2 separate regions of the Triticum aestivum genome follow, and region 1 is linked to region 2. Evidence: chromatin contacts called from public Hi-C data. All regions are on one chromosome and are shown on one strand. The core of a region is the stretch at or near the end of the contact, and the rest is flanking DNA. Distances in the headings are between cores, read along the strand shown. Region 1 overlaps LOC123110439 (probable serine/threonine-protein kinase PBL15). Region 2 holds the start of LOC123110437 (auxin-responsive protein IAA30).

Region 1 (5,292 bases), core at 416-2,915, 360 kb after region 2:
ATCTCTCTTGCGAGATCATGCACTAGGTCATGCATCGTGAAGAATGTAATATATTTGTCTTCTTGTCTATAACCCTGCAGCAAAAAAAATTTGAAAAAATAATGTTGTTAGAATTTTGATTTGATTTCATTTTGTAGTGGTAAATTTATCCATGGAAATGCTGCCATATAACCGTAAAAAAAATGTACGTAAACATAGCAGTATATCCATGGAAGTACTTCCGTGTGGGTATGATATTTTCATGGCCATTAATATGGAACAATATTTTGTCGTTGTGAGTATAGTATCAGCTGAAAAGTTATTGGAAGACATGCAGTGGTCAAAGTTGTGCCTATTAGATCAAGCGAGAAAAGGGTCAACGCTAAATCCATAGAGGTTAAGACGAAGTTAGTTAGTGCAGTGGACTAAACAAACACTAGTCAAAGTTGAATGCGTGAGAAAAGCAGAGAGAGAGAGAGCACCGTGAACAATAGGCAAAAACGGAAGAAAAGAAAAAACAAATCAGCCAAAGATGGGGAGGGACCTCCTATTCAGCGCGTTCAGCGCCGCTGAACCAAACTGGCGCTCGCTGCGCCGCCTTAGTGGGCCGGCCCACGAACAAGCAACAACAGCGAAAAAATACCTAAAAAACTTGTCGCGCCGAGGATTCAAACATGTGTCGTTGCCTTGCAGTACGCAGTTGGCTTACCACTAGACCCGCTCATAAGACTGGCTAACATTACCGCGAAGGGTTTAAGGACAATTGCAGCCGCGCTGTTCCAAAATTACATGTTCACAGATTTAAAAAAGGTTCACGAATTTGTTTCAAAAAGAAAAGGTTCACTTATTCAAGAAAGCTAACGAAAATTGAAAAAAGTTCACTATTTCCAGATTTTTTTTCATAAATTTGAAAAAGTTCACTAATTCCAGAAAAGTTAGCGAAATTAAAAAAGTTCGTGAGTTTGAAAAAAGTTCATGAAAATTTTGGAAAAGTTCATCAAATACAAAATAGTTCAAGAAAATTGAAAAAGTTCATCGATTTTCACAAAGAGTTCATACAATTGAAAAAAATTCATCGGTTTTGAAAAAAAGTTCACCCATTTTCATGAAAGTTCACGAGTTTTGAAAAAAAATTCACAACTTTTGAAAAAAGTTCATTGATTTTGAAAATATAGTTCATCAATTTAAAAAAAGTTTATCGAATTCAAAAAAGGTTTACGAACTGAAAAATAGTTCATCGATTTTACCAAAACAAAGTAGCGAAAATTACAAAAGTTCGCGCATTTATTAATTATCAAGAAATGTAAGAATAAAAAGAAAGTAAAAAGAAAAAATCAAACAAAATCGTTCGAAAAAACAGTAAGTATTTACTCTCAAAAGAAGGTAATCAGTCAGATCCGAAGGAGTGTGTCGGTGGTTATCGCGGTGTTCTCGAAACCAGGAGATCGCTTGTTCGAATCCTACCTAGAGCGCTGTTTTTTCCGATTTATCAAAATGAGAAAACAAGTAAACGGGCCGGCCCAGCTTGCGGTAGGTGGTGTGCGCTGCAGGCGCCCGTTAACGAAATGCACGTTAACCGGCGCCTGCAGCGCCAAATAGGATTTCCCCAGGATGGGAAGTCTGAGACCTCCTCTTCGGCGCCTTATGCGCCGGTTGGCGCAACCGGCGCGCACTGCAGCTCGCGAATGGGCCGGCCCATGAACAGCAGGGGCAGTGCAAAAATGTATTCACATCGGAGAAAAAAGAAACGCAACTGCTGCTTCCATAAGGAATCGAACCGGCACCATTAAGGTCCTGTGCATGGTCAGCTAACCAGTAGACCAATACAGCCCTTACGAAAATCTTGCAACGCGAAAGGTTTAAGAACTACTTTAGAAAAATAGTATTTCTTTGGAAAAGAAATCTGAACAAATTTTGAATGTCCACAGAATTTAATAAACATCACAAATTAGAAAAAAAAAATTCATGTATTCGAAAAACATTGACGAATTCAAAAAGTTCATAAAAATTGGAAAAAGTTCATCAATTTTCAAAAAAATTCACGAATTCTGAAAAAACATTCATCGACTTTGGAAAAGTTCATCGTTTTTGAAAAAAAAATCATCGACTTTGGGAAAAGTTCATTGAATTTGAAAAAAGTTCATCGAATTTGAAAAAAAGTTCATCAAATTTGTGAAAACTTCATTGATTTTGAAAAAAGTTCATCGAATTTCAATAAAAGTTCATGGAATATGAAAAAAGTTCATCAAAATTTGAAAAAAAAACATCAAAAATGAAAAAAAGTTCACCGAATTTGAAAACAAATGAATTTGAAAAAAGTTCATCGAAATTGGAAAAAAGTTCATGGAATTTCAAAGAAGTTCATCAAAAATTTGAAAAAAGATCATCGAATTTGTAAAAAGTTCACCAATTTTGGAAAAAGTTCATTGGTTTTGAAAAAGTCATCAAATTTGAAAACAGTTTATCAATTTCCAAAAAAAAGTTCATCAAAAAAATGAACAGTTCACCAATTTTGAGAAAAGTTTATCAAATTTGAAAAATGGTTTATTGATTTTCGAAAGGTTGCATAGAAAAATTGTAAAACGTTAATCCATTTGAAAAAGGAAGAAGAGAAAAAAACAGAAAATAGAAAAAGGAAAAAAGGAAAAAAAGTAATGGAAAAAGGAAATACGAAAGAATAAAGGAAACAAAAGATATTACTTGTCCGCGCGGGTTGGGTGGCGTGGTGGTTAGTGCAGTATCCATTGGTGCAGGAGGTCTTGTGTTCGATTCTATCTGGGGTTCCTTTTTTGCGGTATAGAAACCATATAACAATGGGGAGATGGGCCGGCCCGTTAGTAGCGATAGGAGGGGGAGAGGGGTGTGCGCCCGTTAGCAGGAATGCCTGTAACGGGCGCTTAAGGCGCCGAATAGGAACCAGCGGGAAGTCTTCGTCCGGCTCAGAGGCGATCTGCTGGACCGAGAACGTGGAAAGGCCGACTACACAGAATATATAATGTAAAGGCCGAGAGGTTCCAAATGAACCCATCCTCGCCAAAGGGCCTCCATGATATCTACCTGGTGGATGAACTCGCAATCCCGTGCACGCTGATAGCAGCCAAAATGTCGCCACTCGAGCACCTGTGTTAACTAAAGCATCATGGGTGCCCTCCGACTAACGGTGGCAATCCCTCCGCCTTCCTATACGTAAATTTAAGAAGGGTAGTCGTCCTAAACGTTGAGTGATTGATTATATTTTAGCTACGTTGAGTGGTTGATTACCTAAATTATTCAGAAGAGAATTGTGTTGCTAATTTGGCCACTGCTGCCCAGTAGACGTACCAACTGGCAGCCCGCCAGATCTAATCCGATTCAACTCTGTCCCTCTATCCTACGGCGCCTTCGTTATCCGAGGGAGTTTCAGAGTGCAAATATATATTTGGCACACACTTATTGTGTATTGTATTAGGGTATGACCACTATTACAAATATTTTAAACTATTCATATTTGTTATCCGACAAAATTTGGCCAAAATGGAGAAATGATGTGTGCATAAATTTAACTTCGTACAATCCATGAATGTATATTCATTCACGTTTTTTTGTTAGTGAGCATAACACCGTACATTTGTACAACATACACATTTCTTAACTTTCCAATAAAATGTGAAAAAAATAATTGCAACAGGAGCATGTGCACTACAATGCTTCTGCTCCAGGAGTCATCGTGAAAACATACTATATGTGAGCTGGAATATCTAAGGTTGAAAGTAAGAGTAAAATTATGTTGTAACTCACCCAAGGTGCCTCTGAATATTGAAGGAAGGACATCCCCAAAAGTTGAGTGACATAATTCTCGCAGAGCTGCATAGAATCAAATATCCTAGATTGCTCGACGAATCCAAGAGCAATCCATTGGTGAATTAGATCATACTTGGCTATTTTGTGACCTTTTGGAAAGATTGCACAATAGGAAAAGCACAACTTCAACCAAGCAGACATGTGGCTGTAGCTTAGCTGTAAGGACGCAAGCACTTCATGGCCCATAGAAGTAGATAGATTCCAAATATGACTGTCTCTCATCGACTCCCATTCATCTGACCTCATGCCGTTCAACATGTATCCAAGTGATTGGGCCGCTAAGGCCACTCCTCCACACTTGGTGGCAATCTCCCTTCTTATATGCTCCAATTGTTCTTGGTCAATTCGGTCTTCAAAGTCAGCTTTTTGTTTTATTATAGTCCAACACTAATTAACGGTCAAAGTCTCCAACTTGTATGGTGCAACTGCAGGACTACAAAATTTCCTTGCTAGACCTCCATCACGTGTAGTTACTATAATCACCTTTCTTCCTAGGCCAAGCCCTAGCATAACCTTCATTTTATCTAACTCTTTTGGGTTCTCCTCCCACGGGTCATCTAAAACAATAAGGATGCTCTTACCATCAAATAGCTCTTTGAGGCATTTATGAAGCATCTGTTTGGTAGGTATATTGCTGATCTTGTCTGTTAACTGTGTTATTATGGAGTTGCCAATCTTGTTCAAGTTGAATTCCTGGGAAACATATACCCACACCCGAGTGTAGTCTTGGAACTTTGGGTCATTGAATACCAATTGTGCCAAGATTGTCTTGCCAATGCCTCCAATGCCATATATTGTGTTAAATTATGATCTAAATTCTAGTACCGTATTGGACTAGATGTAGTACATACGGTGTGGGCCTTTGCATTGGTACCGACGCGTACGAGTACAACTCGTTTACTTGTCCTTCGAGGACTTTCATGTATTGCCCTCTTATATACCTCATGTAGTCGCACCTCAGACGGTCTGTCGTCTCGTGCTTATAATACTCCTCCATCATAATGATTGCGCCTTCGTGCGTCCGTGGTTTTCTCCCGCAAGGGTTTCCACGTAAAAATCCATATCTCTGTGTCTCGTTTATTTCTCGTTATTATCTAACAAATGGTATACAGAGCTGAGGTTATAGATACGAGATCAGAGATCGGGAGAATTAGGGTTACATGCGCCGCCGCCCGTACGTGACCAGGCGATCCGGCTTCGGATCGATTTTCGCTGCAGCGCCGTACCAGGCCGAGACCGACAGGAACTCCGTACGGGCCCAAGTCAAGGCTGCAACGCTGCTGTCAAATCGCAAGTCGCCAAGTTCCGGTGCTTCTCCACGTATTGCTCAAGTCCCGAGGCAGCCGCTAGCGTTTTCTTTGCGTGGAGTGGATCGCGTTGCTGCTGCTGCTACTTGAAGTTAATCTACTCGAGTACTACTACTACTTGTTGATTGCTTGCTCACGTGACGGCTACAGGAGTACTAGTACTAGT
Region 2 (5,480 bases), core at 213-2,712:
CATGACATGCATGCAACCTTTGTCCTCTCGTTTTTGTTATCCACACATGGCACATACATCTCCACAGCACATTTTCAACTGTTTACTCAGATGAATAAAAACAAAAACTACTGCATGTTGGTTACTTTTTACCTACCTTTTTCTTCTTCTTCATACTATATATATCTACTAAAGGTCTAAAGTGACACAGAATATATATAGAATGTGATAAGTTTCAGCTTGATTTGTACAAGAGGGAGGAGATCGGGGGCAGATAGATCTAGAACGCCGAACCCAACAAGGTGGGGCCATGCCATATCTTGATACAGTGGATGCCAATGCCATGGCCGGGAAGGGGCAGTATGGGCAATATGACAATCTATTATCTTTCTCCTTGCCATTGTAGCGTGAGGACAGGATACGAGTGATATGGGGATGATGGCGACGTGGACCAAAAAAGTAAACCGTGCGAGAGGGAGGGAGGGGCAGCAGTGCAGTGGAGTGCAGTGTGCGTGGCTTTCTTTTATCGTGTCGGCACTAGGCACTGTCCCCCACTGCCCCACACGTAACATGCTGCTGTCTCTCTGCTGGCTACCGCTGCTGCCGCTGCAGATGGAGATGGATGGATGAATCTCTCCGTAGATCTCACCCATCATCTCCTCTCTACTCATCCATGATCAGCCCTCGATCTGATGATCACCGGCCGTGATTGAACATGCATGGACTAGTACAAGCTAAGCTAGATCGATCATGGCAAGAGAAGCAGAGCGACTCATGCCGTTAACTGCCCGTTAATCAAGTTGGTTTTGCTCGCAAACTAGTTAGTTAGGCTCGCGTTTTTATGTTTTGTTTTGTTTTTTGAAAGCTTGCGGTACGAAGAGCTTAAGACGAGCAGAGCTGAGCTGCATGCAGAGCAGAGCGTAGCAGAGAGATGGGTGGAGTGGAGATAGAGATGGAGATGCACGTACTTGGGAGCGCGCGGCTTCTCGGCGGGGTCGGGCAGCGCGGCGGTGGTGACGACGCTGCTCTGGCTCGGCGACCTCTTCATCTTCCCTCCGCCGGCGTCGGTCGCCGTCTCCTCCTGGTTCTCTGCCGCCGCGGCGGCGACCACGGCCACGTCGGCCCGATCCTCCTCGGCCGGCGCCTCCTCGCCGGCCGGCTCCAGCTTGAGCTTCAGGTCGATGGTCTCGGCGAAGCCCCTCTTGCCGGAGGAGCTCCTCGCCTCCCCCTCGCCGCCGCCGGGCAGGCCGAGCCGGAGCTCGGTCGCCTCGAAGCCCAGGTCCGCCGCCATTGCTAGCTGGCTCAGCTCCTCGCTTCTTCTTCTTCTTCCGCTGCTGCTGCTGCTTGGTTTGCTTCGCTCCTTTCTGCGTTTCTCGGCGAGCTTTTGGGGTTCGGTTTGGCTGTTTTGAGAGGCTGCAATGCGAAAGGCGAGCGATGCAAATGCGGATGGAAATAGATAAAGAGAGTGAGAGAGGAGGGAGGGGGGCAGGCAGAAATAATAATGGCAGCGAGGGTGTTGGTGTGGGCGTGTAGAATAATAGGGCCATGATAATGCATGGCCAGCCTCTTTTGCGCCTTAGCCCCTCTGCTAATATTTTTGATTTGTTCTCTAGAGCTATTCATTTGTTTAGGCGCCTTAGACTCAGCTTGTTGTCGATGGAGTATTATATGCTAACTTATTTTATAATCTGTGGTGGAGAATAGATATAAAATCTAAAAAATTAATTGATTATACAGATAATGTATAACACATACAAAAACTTGTTAAGAGGAACTAGATTACCATGATCCACAATACGGTGCTAGCGCAATGCTATTGCTATTGTGCATAATATACCACAATTAATTAGTTCCTGAGAGGAGATGGACCGAGTGGATATGTGGACTGCTTGCCACCTCGACGACGAAAATTGCGGTAAACGGGGTGCCGGATGAGACGATATATAATGCATGTGGGCTGAGACAAGGAGATCCGATTTCCCCCATGCTTTTCATCCTCTGTATGGAGCCTCTACAAGCCTTGTTCAGCAAGGCCACGGATCAGGGCATCTTTGCCCCCCTTGCTGCAAATGGAGTGCACCAGCGATTGTCCATGTTCGCCGACGATGTCATGTTGTTTTTCAAGCCCGTGGCTCAGGAAATCAGAGCTTGCAGAAAGATCCTGGAGCTGTTTGGGGCTGCCTCAGGCCTTGTGGTGAACCTTGCTAAGAGTGCGGCACTACCTATCCGTTGCTCAACGGAGGAGCTTGAGGCAGTTTGCACATCCTTAGACTGCACGAAGGCATCTTTCCCTTGTAAGTACCTTGGACTACCGCTCTCAATCAGAAAGGCCACCCCGGCACAGTTCCATTACTTGGTGGAGAAATTCGCTAGCCGCCTGCCCAACTGGAAGGCCGCTACCTTACCAAAAAGTGGACGGCTCATCCTCATTCTCTCTGGACTATGTGCAATCCCAATTCATGCCATGCTCGCCATGAACATACCTCCGAAGACCCTCACCGCCCTGACGAAGATCTGTCGGGGTTTCCTCTGGTGTGGTAAGATGGACGCGTGCGGTGGTAATTGCGCCGTGGCGTGGGATCTGGTTTGCCGCCCTAAGTGGGCAGGAGGACTCGGCATACCAAATCTGAGATGGTTGAACATCGCGATGATGGCCAGGACGCCGTGGTTACAACGTACAGATCATACTAGGCCATGGGCAGATTTCCAAATCACAATCCCAGCAGAGTCAAGGGCGCTCTTTCGTGCGGCGACAACAGCTTCAGTAGGGCATGGGCAAGACACACGTTTTTGGGAAGACAAGTGGATCGACGGCTTCAGAGTCCAGGACCTGGCACCCATGATTTACTCCAAGGTATCGAGACATGCGAGGTCCTCAAGAACAGTTGCAGATGCGCTCACGAATCATGCATGGGCGGCGGACATTGGGCCTGAACTTTCGGCAGGCATGCTCGGACAGTTCCTGGCATTATGGCAGCGGGTTGAGGGTGTGACCCTCGATGAGGACGCACCGGACAAGATTCTTTGGGCGTGGGAGAAGGATGGCAGGTTCTCAGCGCGATCGGCATACGCGGCCAAGTTTGCGGGGCTTGAGACTGCTCCAATGGCAGAGTTCACGTGGGCGTCGCAGGCGCCCTTACAGCTTCGGTTCTTCGTCTGGCTGGCCATGAAAAATAGATGTTGGACCTCCGACCGCATGGCTAGGAGGGGCCTCCCTCACCAAAGCTCGTGTCCTTTCTGTGGCCAGCACGAGGAGACTATCGCTCACATCATGATCGGATGTGCTTTCGCTCGAGAGGTTTGGAGCAAGGTGTGCCTGGCCTTGGGACGGCCAGAAAGTGCTCCAACGGCGATGGAGTCGCTCCCGGAGTGGTGCATCAGGCAGGACGACACCAGGCATCACCGGAAATTGGCTAGGACGATCTTTATCTTGGTCCTATGGAAGCTGTGGATCCATCGAAATGCCGTGGTCTTTGACGGGGAGGCGCCATCCACGCGAGAGGTGCTAAAGAGCATTGATAACGAAGCAAGGGCATGGAAGCAGGCAGGACTATTACGAGGGGAAGTCGAGGGGTTCATGTTGGGCCTTGCGCTGTGGGCGAGTAGCGAGTAATCCGCCAAATAGCTAGTCGGGTGGAGTGGCCGAAGGCTACCTGTAAATAACGTTGTACTATCGTGTGTGGAGGGTTTCTACCCTTTCCTTCTTTAATATATGATACGCACACTCGTGCGTATTCGAGAAAAAAAAATTAGTTCCTGAGACAATTCTGTAGTTAAACATATTATTATCACAACTTAAGTACAAAATTATTGCCGTCTCGATGGTGTGGCTAGTGCCGTCGCCTCGTCGAAGTGTGTGTGGAGGCGTGCCTCCCTTGCATCTCGTGCGATTTCGTTAGTGTTGGTCTTTGATGTATCTGTTTGGATTCAATATTTGTCAGTTCCGGTAGGGAGGGGCGATGACGGCGACACTTTCGGCTCATAGAATACTTGTGGTCATCGCTAGGTGGTTCATGGACCTAGTTGTATTTTTTGTTACCTCGGATGTTCTCACCGCTATTATTGATTATGAATCGATCAAAAGTTTCTCTTCTGAGGAGGAAAAGTGCAAAACTATCAAGGGCTCCTTTGATTCAAAGGAATTTTATAGGATTATCGGAGGATTGAAATCTTTAGGATTCTTTCTTATGTTGGTCCTTTGATTCGTAGGATTGAATCCCACAGGAATTTTTTCTATGAAATCTTTTGTACTACATTTCATAAAAAATCTAACATCCACTCCAACCTCTTTTTACAATTCTTTTGTTTTTCCTGTGCCATCAAACACTCATTGCTAATCCTATGAGATTCAAGTGGACATGCCACTTTAATTCTATACTTTTCTTATTCCTACATTTTCAAAATCTTACGAATCAAAAAGGCCCCAAATTTCTGATGAAGAAATACACATGGATATAGCTGATCATATGGTGCAATTTTGTTTTAGTGCTTCCGACTGCTAAAGCACACATGTAACAATGGCACAAAGGTAAGACGCAGTTTAACGTGTTGAAAACAAGATTATCAAGTATCGACCGAACCTTAACAAACAAAAAAAATTAATAATAAAGCGCGTATTAGTGCAGCTTGGTTTGCTGGTCGACCACTAAAACGAAACTATACAAGTAACGTGACGGTTACAAGAAAAAAAAAGCAACGTGACGCTTACACTTGTTTTCCCCTCTTTTTTTTTTGGAATGCATGTATGCAGTGGGCGCTCGAAAAAGAAAAAGGAAAGCAGGGGGAAATAGAAAAGGTGGGGTCACGTCGGGCTTTGCTGGGCTAGCTGGAGGCCAAGAAACCGCATGCGCTGTGTGACCGTGACCCCCACGCGCGAAAATGACCGCCTCGTGGGACCACCACGCGCGATCGCTCACCAGGGATGGTGGGTCCCACGTGCCTGCCACCTTGATCACTATTTTTCTCTCTCTTGCTCTGTTTCTATCTTTGCATCGTCTTTTCCGTTCCTATACCACTCCTCCCGCTGTTCAACGATTAGAACCCTCAAACCCTCAAACCCTTATAAATAATTGTTTTTTTACAGTTTGCGAGTAAAAAATCGCATAGACTAGAACCCCTTAACCCTCAATCTCTCAAATTTTTTTAAGGGTCCAACCCTCAAACCCTCTCCCAACCCTCAGAAGTAAGGTTTGGGGAGCAAAACCTACCCCAACCCTCATTTGGCAGTTATCTTCGCGCCAACTCCCGCGCCCGCGCCCACGCCCTCGTCCGGCGCTGCTAGTCGCCCCCGCCGCCGCCGGCCGCCCCGTCGACCTCCCGCGCCCGCCCGCCCCCAGCCGCCGGCCTCTCCTCCACCTCCTCCCGGCCGCGGCCGCGCTCGCCCCGCCCCCGGCCGTCGCCATCCGTCCCGCCGCCCGCGCCGCCTGCCGCCCGCCGGCTTCTACTCCCGCGCGCCCGCCCGCCGCCCCACCGGCTTCTACTCCCGTGCGCCCGCCCGCCGC

Evidence for each region. Hi-C and Micro-C count contacts between places; a contact is called where the count stands out from the background.
Region 1: a Hi-C map of leaf shows a contact between it and region 2, with 6 times the contacts expected there. The contact joins the enhancer-like site here to the promoter of LOC123110437 in region 2. A contact is called at or near these places in 3 of 5 Hi-C or Micro-C datasets (leaf and an unstated tissue).

The regions. Positions count from the first base shown.
Region 1 is chr5B:65,651,911-65,657,202 of IWGSC CS RefSeq v2.1, forward strand. LOC123110439 (probable serine/threonine-protein kinase PBL15) reads right to left here. Exons shown (of 10, transcript XM_044530944.1): 10 at 4,192-4,610. The coding sequence ends at 4,207. It also overlaps the pseudogene LOC123114642. Among protein-coding and RNA genes, the nearest start is that of LOC123110439, 12 kb to the right of the region's middle. Within about 2 kb of position 1,666, at least 3 of the 8 cell types and tissues checked have an H3K27ac peak or open chromatin away from gene starts, as enhancers often do.
Region 2 is chr5B:65,291,300-65,296,779 of IWGSC CS RefSeq v2.1, forward strand. It overlaps LOC123110437 (auxin-responsive protein IAA30), which reads right to left and starts at 1,463. Exons shown (of 5, transcript XM_044530942.1): 1 at 948-1,463. The coding sequence starts at 1,270.